Regions from separate parts of the Rattus norvegicus genome. Here region 1 is linked to region 2. A link is a contact called in public Hi-C data. All regions are on one chromosome and are shown on one strand. The core of a region is the stretch at or near the end of the contact, and the rest is flanking DNA. Distances in the headings are between cores, read along the strand shown.

Region 1 (4,945 bases), core at 2,413-4,912, 88 kb after region 2:
TTCCATTAATCAGAATGGAGAATGTCCGTTAGGATAATTAGCAGAGCACTCGTGTAGGTGATAGTTATTGCACACAAATTTCCAAGTCTATTTCTTACCCTTGAATAAATTTGGTGAAACGTCTTGGCTGTTTTCCTTTTTGCTTAAGATATTCAGTAGCATCAAATTCCCCCTTTGGGGAGCATCAAGATGGCTCGGTAGCTAGAGATGCTTGCTGCTAAGTCTGACAACCAAGTTTTATCCCTGGGACCCACACAATGGAAGAAGAGACTCAACTTCTGCAAGTTGTCCCCCGACCTGCACATGGCACTGCACGTGTATGCATGCATGAGCTCACAAATAAATTTAATAAAAATTCCTCCCCTTTTTCTTTACAGCTGTTAGTAGCATTTATCTTATCTTCTGCAGGCATAAGAGGTGCACAGGACACTTGCTTTCTCCCTTCCAGCAGGCTAGGTGCTGACCACCAGACACCCAGGCTTTCCTGATAAACTGTAGCAGCTTGTCAGTTTCCAACTGTGAGTTAACATCATTAGAAATAGAAAGGACCTTAGAGGTCAGCTAATCCATTAGCATTATGACATCGAAGTCCGAAGAGGAAAAGTGACTTGGCCAGTGCCACATTAATGTCAGAACCCTCTGTAGAATACTGGTAATAGTATTAAACTGAGCCTAAAATGGCTGAGTTGGCATTAGACAAGTTCTGTCACTTCTCTGTTCTTTCATTCTGCATCTGCCAACTGGGGAAAGGATTGTACTCTATTTAATCCTTTTGTTCCTATACTATGACGCTTCCCTTCGAGCATAACTGAAGACTTTAGAAGAGATTAGAAGATAATGCCACAGGGAATGAGCAATTAATAATCAGTGCTGTTGTCTTTGTCTTTCTGTAGGATCCTCAGTCTTCCACAATGAACCCCGTTTACAGCCCCGTGCAACCTGGGGCTCCTTACGGCAACCCCAAGAACATGGCCTACACTGGTGAGTGCTATAAGAGTGAATTATCATTGCTTTTCAATTGCTCTTTGATATACTTTTATATTTACTTAGTGAATTTTAATCGTTTTTACTCCTACTACCTGTTCTCACCCCTCTGCCATGAACGGATCTAATTTGCTGAGTGACTTTATAACTTACTACAGGGCTCCAAAAGCCCTAGCAAAGCTTGAGAGGCTGTGAAAGATGGATCTAAGGTCCAGTAATGATGGAGGAGGGAGTGACAGACAGGGTCTCACTGTGTAGCTCTGTCTATCTGGAACTCACCGTATAGACCAAGTTGGCCTGGAACTCACAGAGATCTACTAGTCTCTGCTTCCTAAATGCTGAGATTAACAGCATGTGCCAACATGCCTACCAGTAGAAGTGACTTTCTTGGCTAAAGAATTGATTATTGAGTTATTAACAGTGGGCTGGAGAGAAGTTAACACTTACTGAGTACTTATCATGGTCCTGGCCTGTGGTAGGCACCTTAAGTATTTCATTCCACATTTATTTGTTTGTTTGTTTATTTAAAAATGGACTTTACAGTGTGTGTGTGTGTCTCACATGTACCACCATGGTGTATGTCTCAAAGAGGACAACTTCCTGTAGTTAGTTCTCTCCTACCATATGGGTTCTGGGAAATAAAACTCAGGTTACCAAGCTTTGTGACAAGTGCCTTTAACGGCTGAAGCATCTCTCTGGGCCCACACTTTCATTCTAAAGTAAATTCCATGCAATGTAGCTTATTACCACCATTTCACAGATGACAACATTATAGTCATAGTGGACACTGCAGAGTCTAAATTAATTAATTGAACGCAAGTCAGTTGATTCTGAAGACTGATGTTTTAAACTCTTACAATATAGTGTTTTTTTTCTTATGTTTTATATATGTTGTGTTTGGAATGTTATTCCTCAAGAAATCAATTTTTAAACCAAGCATGGTAGCTCGCACCTACAATTCTGGCACTTGTGAGACTGAGACTGTGAGGAGGATTTCCATGAGTTTGAGGCCAGCATATAATACCTGACATAAAGTAAGAGCCTGATAATAGTTGCTCTCAGTTATAATAAGTAAAGGCAGGCAGGATGTGCAGCACTGGAACTGAGTGGAAAATGTGTCTGAAGGTATCTAACTTGTATTTACACATCACAAGCCTTCAAAATATTGACTAGGAATCAAGATAAGGTGATATATGAATAAACACATTGTTACAAGGCATGGTCAGGTTCGGAAGCTATGGCTCACTGGTAGACTCAGACCTAACGTGAAAAAGTGCTGGGTTCACACACACACACACACACACACACACACACACACACACACACACCGATTATATAACCGTGAAAAAGTGCTGGGTTCACACACACACACACACACACACACACACACCGATTATATAACCAGTTCTTGATCACAGAAAAGAAGTGTTGAGGGCTGGGCTGGAGAGATGGCTCAGTGGTTAAGAGCACTGACTGCTCTTCCAAAGATCCTGAGTTCAAATCCCAGCAACCACATGGTGGCTCACAACCATCTGTAATGAGATCTGATGCCCTCTTCTGGTGTGTCTGAACAGCTACAGTGTACTCATATATAATAAATAAATAAATCTTAAAAAAAAAAGAAGTGTTGAAGAGGGAAAGTAGCTGAAAATTTTGGTAGTGGGATTGGAATTGGAAGAATGGGAGAACTTAGTTCTAGCACAGAGCCACTGGCAGAATGGAGGCTGTGAACTATGTCAGCTCTGTTTAAATTCTTCCTTATATGACTAAAGATATCTCAAAGAGCAGAGAGCCTGTTGTCTGAAGTTGACTCCCTTCCCTTCCCTTTTTTTTCTTTTCTTCCTTTTCCTCTTCGTCCTCCTCCTCCTCTACTTCCTTCCTCCTCTTCTTTTGGAACACGGTCTCTCTGCATATCCCTGGCTGTCGAGATTGTTGTCAAACTCAGAGATTTGCCTGCTTCCGTGTCCCTAGTGCTATAATTAAAAGTGCCACACCCAGCAGGGTTTTGTTTTTGTTGTTTGTAATTTTAAAGATCTCACGGTATAGCTCCCTGTCTGTTCTGGAACTCTCTATGTAGACCAGGATGGCCTTGAATTCAGAGATTCCTCCTGCTTCTGATGAAATGTATGCACCCCCATGCCCAATTAAGTCAGCTTTGGCTATCTCTCCATTGTTTTTTGTTGTGGTAAGGATTAAACCCAAAGCCTTACATATACTAGACGAATATTTACCCTGAGCTACACACTCAGCCTTAGCCGTTTATGCTTTTAAGTTAATAAAACAGGTCTCGATAATATACATCCAAAGAATACTCTGAATTATACTGGAAGTTCGGTTTGATAGGGTCGTGGCAGTAATCTCTAACTTTCAGCCTCACCTGTTGTGTTTATTACAACTCTCTTGCTCTTCTTGTTTTTGTTTTTGTTTTGTTTTGTTTTGTTTTTCGGAGCTGGGGACCGAACCCAGGGCCTTGCGCTTGCTAGGCAAGCGCTCTACCACTGAGCTAAATCCCCAACCTCTCTTGCTCTTCTTAATCTGCAGAGTAAAATATTTTGTTTCAGCTCTGTTATGTGTTATTTTAATAAAATTATTTCCAGTAGCCAAGACACATGGGACAGACCTAGCTCAGGGAGCTTATTGCTTTTTCCCTTCCCAGTTCAGGGTGTTCCCAGTAAAGTAAGCTCTTTGCCAGAGGCAAATAAGCTGGTTTGGCATGCTGCCTTTCTGGCTAACTTCTCTTAGAAATAGCTAAGCTTGAGAAGGAAGGGAAAGTTACACTTGTTGATTTGCACTAAAAAGATCAGGCAATATGTTACTTTGGAAAAGGGAACAAACTTTGTCTTTGCTGGGCTCATGGTAGAATTCCACAGTGCATTTTGATTAAACGTACAGCCAACTTAAAATTTAAGCTCTGTCAGTGAATACCTGGATGGCTTTAGACAATTGCTTAACTTCCCTAAACTGAATTTGTTTTGTAAACTGAGATAACACTATAGATATTTAATAGGATGATTCTGAAAATTGAATTATATAATTTATACTCTACAGGGAGAGAAGAATTTTTATGTGTCTACTTATTAGGATATTACTATCCTGGAATTGTAATTTCTCTGCTGGAGAGTTTAGAACTCTGCAGGTAGTTTAAATAACACACACCATACACAGTCAGCCATATACATTTTACCTAGACTAAACTTTCAAAAACATCAACTTTTCTTTTTAAAGTCATTTTCCTGTGCTTTGGTTTTTGTTGGTGTTTTTGAGACAGGATCTTACTGTGTAGCCCTGGCTGTCCTGGAACTCTCTGTAAACCAGGTTGGCCTCAAATTCACAGAGATCCCACTTGTCTCTGCCTCCCAAGTGCTGGCGGTAAAGGTGTGCGCCAACCCTGCCTGCCTTCATTTTCCTGTTAGATCATTGTACTTTTTGTTTTATTCTTTACCTAGGCTGACAATGTAGCCCAAGGTTAACTTTGAACTCTGAATTCCACTTCTACCTCCAAGTACTGGGATTAAAAATAGGTGTCACCATGCCAGAGTGTGTCTCGACTCTGTAAAGAGAAATTTGGGCTTCAACCCTCTTGAGGGCCAGACACCAAAACCAAGTTCTTAGCACAAAGGAAATTTGTCTCAGAGGGACAAAGACAAGGGATAGGAGATAAAGGAGAAGGGAGAAAAGGGACAAAGGAGTGGGGGTGGGGAGTGGGGGTGGATAATTACCCCAGAGGAACAAAGGACTGCCTCTAGATAGGGAGGAGACAGACATGGGCTATAGGCATATGGCAGTTTAAAAGGGGAAAGAGGAATCCCGTGTTAGGAACCCCATGTTAGGGGGAGATGTTTAATTTTAGTTGGACAGGTTAATTAGGGAAGCCAAAGGGGGACTTTTGATTGCTGGATTTCAATACCTTGATAGCAGGACCTTTGTAGTCAGCCTTAGGAGGAAGGAATGGCCAAATAAG
Region 2 (5,005 bases), core at 2,103-4,602:
ACAGGTTCGTGCCACAAAACCTGGCACTAGAGAAAAGAATATCTCTCCTAGCCCAAAAATACGTGAAAAGCTCTCCTTACAATTGGAATAATGGAAAAGGGTCTATCTTGAAGATAATTCAATTTAAAAAATTAGGGAAGTTGTAGCTCAGTAGAATTAGTATACATGAGGCCCCCTAAGTCTGATGTCCATCATTGTGACAAAACAAAACCAAAAAAAAAAAATCACCCCCCACCCCACCCCCCACACCCCCACCCCCACGCTCCCCACATATACACTTCAAAGACTAAAGAGTCAATTCTCTCCTTCCACCCTCCTGAGGCAAGGTCTCTCTGGTTTCTGCTATGGTGTTTTGTACTCTAGGTGGGCTCAGGAGCTTCTGGGTGATTTCCCATCGCTGCCTCCCATCTTGTTGCATGACGGCTATGCTCACCTCCACACAGGCATTTTATGTGGTAGGTTCTGGGAATTAAACTTGGGTGTCAGGCATGCCTAGCTAGTATCTTTGACTGTTGAGCCATCTCCCCAGCCCTGCCCAGAAAAAAAAAAAAAAAGACATGGAATTCACTCTGTAGACCAGGCTGGTCCTTGAACAAGAGACCTGCCTGCTTTTGTCTACCACCAAGTGCTGGGATTAAAAGCATGCACCACCAACCACCTGTATTAAAACATTTTTTTAGATGCAAATATGTTTTATTCATTCCCAGACAATGGTTTGTGAGGTAGAATGTTACAGACCCTTTAATCTTAATTCTGTTCCCTTATCTTCAATTACCCTGAACACAATGCTCTGGCTCTCAGATTAGAAACCACCACCAAGATAAGAATTAAGATATAAGGAAAATCATTTTGTCTAAAGTATGCTCTATGGAAGGTATCACTCTGGCTTTGGTTTTGAGAATGAGTAGGAAGAAAGAGAAAGCTGGGTACACGGTTCATGCCTGTGTTTCCAGCACTGGAGAGGAGAGGAAAGCGGATCAGACTTCCAAGTCCAGCATTGGTTATATAGCCAGTTCCAGTCCAACTTGGGCTATGTGAAACTTTGTCTGGAGCAGAGGGAGAAAGCCCCCCACAAAGAGATAATTTGAGAAGAGAAATTGAGAGTTCCTCGCTAACTTTATGTTTTTTAACAGATTATAACTGTGATGGTTAATCTTGTCAATTTGATGGGATTTAGAATTACTATGGAAAACCAAATCTCTACCCGTGTCTGAGGGAAGACTCGCACTGAATATGGGCAGTTCATGGGATGGGGTTCTTAGACCGAATAAAAGGGAGAAGGTGCTTTCTGAGAACAAGCATCTCCCTCTCATGTGACCTGCTCCTGCTGCAGTACTGCATAAACAGATGACGTGATGGCTCTATGGTATGGTTAAGTGGAAGATTTTAATTGTAGATATGAAGGAGAGTTCAGCTAGAGGCGTCTGGAAGAGTCCGGAGCAGAAAGGAAAGGTAAACTGAACATGGCCAGCAGAATGGACTTGGCCATGAGGTGGGGCAGGGAAAGAAAGAGAAAGAGCCTACTAAGGAGGGTCAAGAAATCAGAAATATTAGGGTTATAGGAGAATGAGAGGCTGAGGGGGAGGGAAGCCCATGAACTGAAGAAATTTAGGGTAGTGGGTGGGGTGAGAAGAGCCAGGATGTCAGCATGGAGTCTGTAACAGGTTCTTGTGATACTGAGGGATCAGGAAAGGGGAGCATGGAGGCCAGCATGCTCTTTGGTATGCTAATAGCCAGGCACCACAGAGAATCATTTGTCCCCAGTTTCTTTTGGACACTTATCTTCCCTAAGATGAAACTGTACATCACAATAAACCCTTTTTCCCCTCCCTCCCTCCTTCCCTCCTTCCTTCCCTCCCTCCCTCCTTCCTTCCTTCCTTCCTTCCTTCCTTCCTTCCTTCCTTCCTTCCTTCCTTCCTCCCTTCCTTCAAGTTGCTCTTGTCAGGTATTTTGTCTTAGTAATCAGAGAAGTAACTAATACAGTATATAACCACCATCGTTTTAATGGTGGGATAGATTTAGTTTACAGGATGGTAGACACACAGTCCTGAAACACCGTTCAGGCAACGAAGACCCAAGGAAAGTTTCTAGGTGGGAAAACAAGAGGTTGTTGTATTTGAAATAAATGTATGTATGTATGTACATACGTATGTATATGTATATGAAATAGCTCTTCAGGTTTTAAAAAAATGGTGTGTGCTCCTTAAACAATTCAGGCAATATAAAGATAAGGGAAACTTGAAACCTAACTATCCTCTCTCAAAGATAGTCGCTGGTTACATTTTGGAGAATCTCTTTCCTGAAATCCTTATGCTTTTATATTCTCGAACTTCAAATAAATTGAAGCTGTCTAATCATGCTGTTTTTGCAATCAGTTTGCCCCTCTGACAAGATGACAAGAAATTGTGAAAAACCTTTCATGTCTAAAGATATTTACCATCATTTTAAATGGCTGCTTAGCATTACGTTGAATGTATGCATCACTATTTATTAAATCAGCCCCCTATCGATGAATGTCTACATTCTCCTCAACTCATATTCAACAACCTCCTATAATAACCGTGGGCATTGTTTTCTAAAAATTTCGATCATCTTTGCAAATTAAATACTTATTAAGTAATGTAAATGTAAACAAATGTCCTTTTTACAGGAAGATTCAATTTGGAGAATCGTCCTCTGATTTTCAGGGATGCCAGTGAAGCAGCTGCTGCATTAGTTCTAGCGAGACAGTGACAAACGGAGATCGCGAGAAGAGTACAGAATTACAGGTGAGGTAGCCAATCTAGGCCCAAGCTCAGTGGGTTGGAATAGTCCTTCCCCCTTTTCTCCCTTTCACTTCTTTTTTCTTAACATGGAGGAAGGACTGAGAACTGCATGTCCCAGCATTTCGCAAGGATCACACTCCTGGGAACTGTAGTACCGTGTCTGAGAGGGGTCCGGAAGGAGGGAATGGGAAGCTGTGTGCGGCATGCTGGGAGGTGTAGTCCCTCGGGCGGAAGGGGTTGCAAGTGTAGGTTGGAGACGTAGAGAGTTTTACTTCATGGAGATGAGGCTGCAGAAATATCCGACTTCTCTCTTAAGAGGTCTTTGAGTTTACAAAATCCCGTGGGAGTCGGCTTCATTCCCTTGTCTGTGACCCAAGAGGGTGCGGTCCAGGACCGGCGCAGGGTTGGGAGATCCAGGCCGCGCAGGGCCGCAGCAGAGCACACCGGGAGTTGTAGTCCAAGAGCTCTGAGGCTGTGGGACGTGTCGGGACAGCGCGCCGACTCCTCCTCCCCCGCCCTTCTCAGCGGTCCCCCGCCCCCTCCCTCCGCCTCCTCCTCTCTTGCCTGCAACCGAGCGTCCCCTTCCCCCACTGTCGGGTTTCTCCGCGGCTACTGCAGAGGATTCAGATCCGAGTAGCTGAAGAGAAGGAGGAGGAGGCTCCGGTCCCTGCGCGCCATCCACCACCCTACTGGACACGGACGAGGGAACGAGAGCGTCGCCGCTGTAGCCTTCAGAGAAGACAAGGGCATCGCCGCTTCTGCTGCCGCCGCCGCGGTTTTCGTCTGCAGCAGCTCGCCGGTGAGGAGACCCCCTTGGCCCCCGGCCCGCTCCCGTGGAGCCTGGGCTGGTGGCGCCGGGGAGAACGAGGGTGGGGGCCGTAGGGCCCCCGCGCCGGCTGGGGGGAGGGGACCGAGGTGGCGATGGAACGGCGGGCTGGTGGGGGAGACTTGTCCGTACGCGGGCTGGGGGTGGGGTGAGGGTGGGACACCAGCAGGTCAGGGGAGGGTAGCGGGGGGTGGATGGGTGAGGGGGGACGACTTTACATGGAGGGATAACCAGACCTGGGATAGGAGCATGGGTGTGTGGGGTACCGAGGTGGAATTTGGGATTGTCTTGGGGCGAGGTGGAAGGTGAGATTGGAGTGGGATGTGTTTTAATGGGGGAGGGGACTGAATGAAGGTGATGATTTGGGGTTGGCCTGAAGCAGTTGACAGCTTGGGATCAGAACGGGGTGGGGGCTAAGGAGATGATTTCAATGCCAGTGAGATATAAACATTGGATGGGACTCTGGGGAGTGCTAATTTTGGAAGGTGGGACTTGGGGAAGGAAGATGGAGATGGTAGGAGCTGGGGGTGAGGGGTTTGGCATGGGTTGAGACCCGAGCTTGAAGTGGGCTGTTGTCTTCTGGGGATGGTGGAATTTATGACTACTTACAGAAATAGCTTGGGCTTGGAGAGAACAGAAGAGGTAGAATTTGTTTGGGGTTTTCTTGAGGTAGGCTGCTGGAGGTTTGAATTTGGGCTGGGAGTGATGAGATTTCCAATTACTGGAGATGGGTGAGGTAAGCTGACAGGAGGGAGGGAATTGCAAGTTGGGCCCCAAACAGGAAGACAGGGATTGAAATTGGGGATGAGGGCTCAGTGGGGAAGGATTTAGGATGAGTTTAGAGTCTCTGGAGGGAGCAAGGTGGCTCCCCTGAGCATAAGTTGGAGGTAGGGGGTATGTGAAACTACTCAGCTGGACTCAACTAGAAGAACTGTGGCAGGTGTGGAGCAGGGTTAGGGATAGTATCTCGCTACCAGTCTCGCAGAAGTCATGTCTGTGATGAGCTGGTTACCTGCGGTGAGGTGGCAGAGGGTAAATTTAAGGCCTGGGAGACCTAATGTCTCCCATGGAGTGGGTTGGTTTATTTAGGAAAGGAAGGACTAAGATGTCCTTCGACACACCAGAGGTTTAGGGGTTAGAACATTTACATCGGGCTGCTGTGGTGAGAGACAATAACAAGGCCATTAGAAGGGTCTTCACCGGGGACAGAGAAGGAACATTAAAGATTCTCCTAGAGGATATCTTATGCTGTCAGTTTGACCTTTTTGTTTTATGTTGGAATTGTCTGGAAATAGCAGCCCCCAGGGTAAAGTTTTGAGAGAACCATTTAAGGTAGAATTAAAGGAGAGTGGGGAGTCTTGCAGTTCCTATGTCTAAAAGGGAAAGTTGGGGGTTAGAGGGGAGATCCACTCTT

What was found. A called contact is a pair of places that touch in the nucleus more often than the background predicts.
Region 1: a Hi-C map of hepatocytes shows a contact between it and region 2, with 1.9 times the contacts expected there. The contact joins the enhancer-like site here to the promoter of Fam168a in region 2. A contact is called at or near these places in 8 of 12 Hi-C or Micro-C datasets (frontal cortex, hepatocytes, kidney and 3 more) and 1 of 1 datasets of contacts at active chromatin or transcription factors (oligodendrocytes).

What each region holds. Positions count from the first base shown.
Region 1 is chr1:164,553,444-164,558,388 of GRCr8, forward strand. Fam168a (family with sequence similarity 168, member A) reads left to right here. Exons shown (of 9, transcript NM_001108494.1): 2 at 894-981. The coding sequence starts at 912. Among named protein-coding and RNA genes, the nearest start is that of Relt, 70 kb to the right of the region's middle. Within about 2 kb of position 3,663, at least 9 of the 93 cell types and tissues checked have an H3K27ac peak or open chromatin away from gene starts, as enhancers often do.
Region 2 is chr1:164,466,095-164,471,099 of GRCr8, forward strand. It overlaps Fam168a (family with sequence similarity 168, member A), which reads left to right and starts at 3,353. Exons shown (of 9, transcript NM_001108494.1): 1 at 3,353-3,564.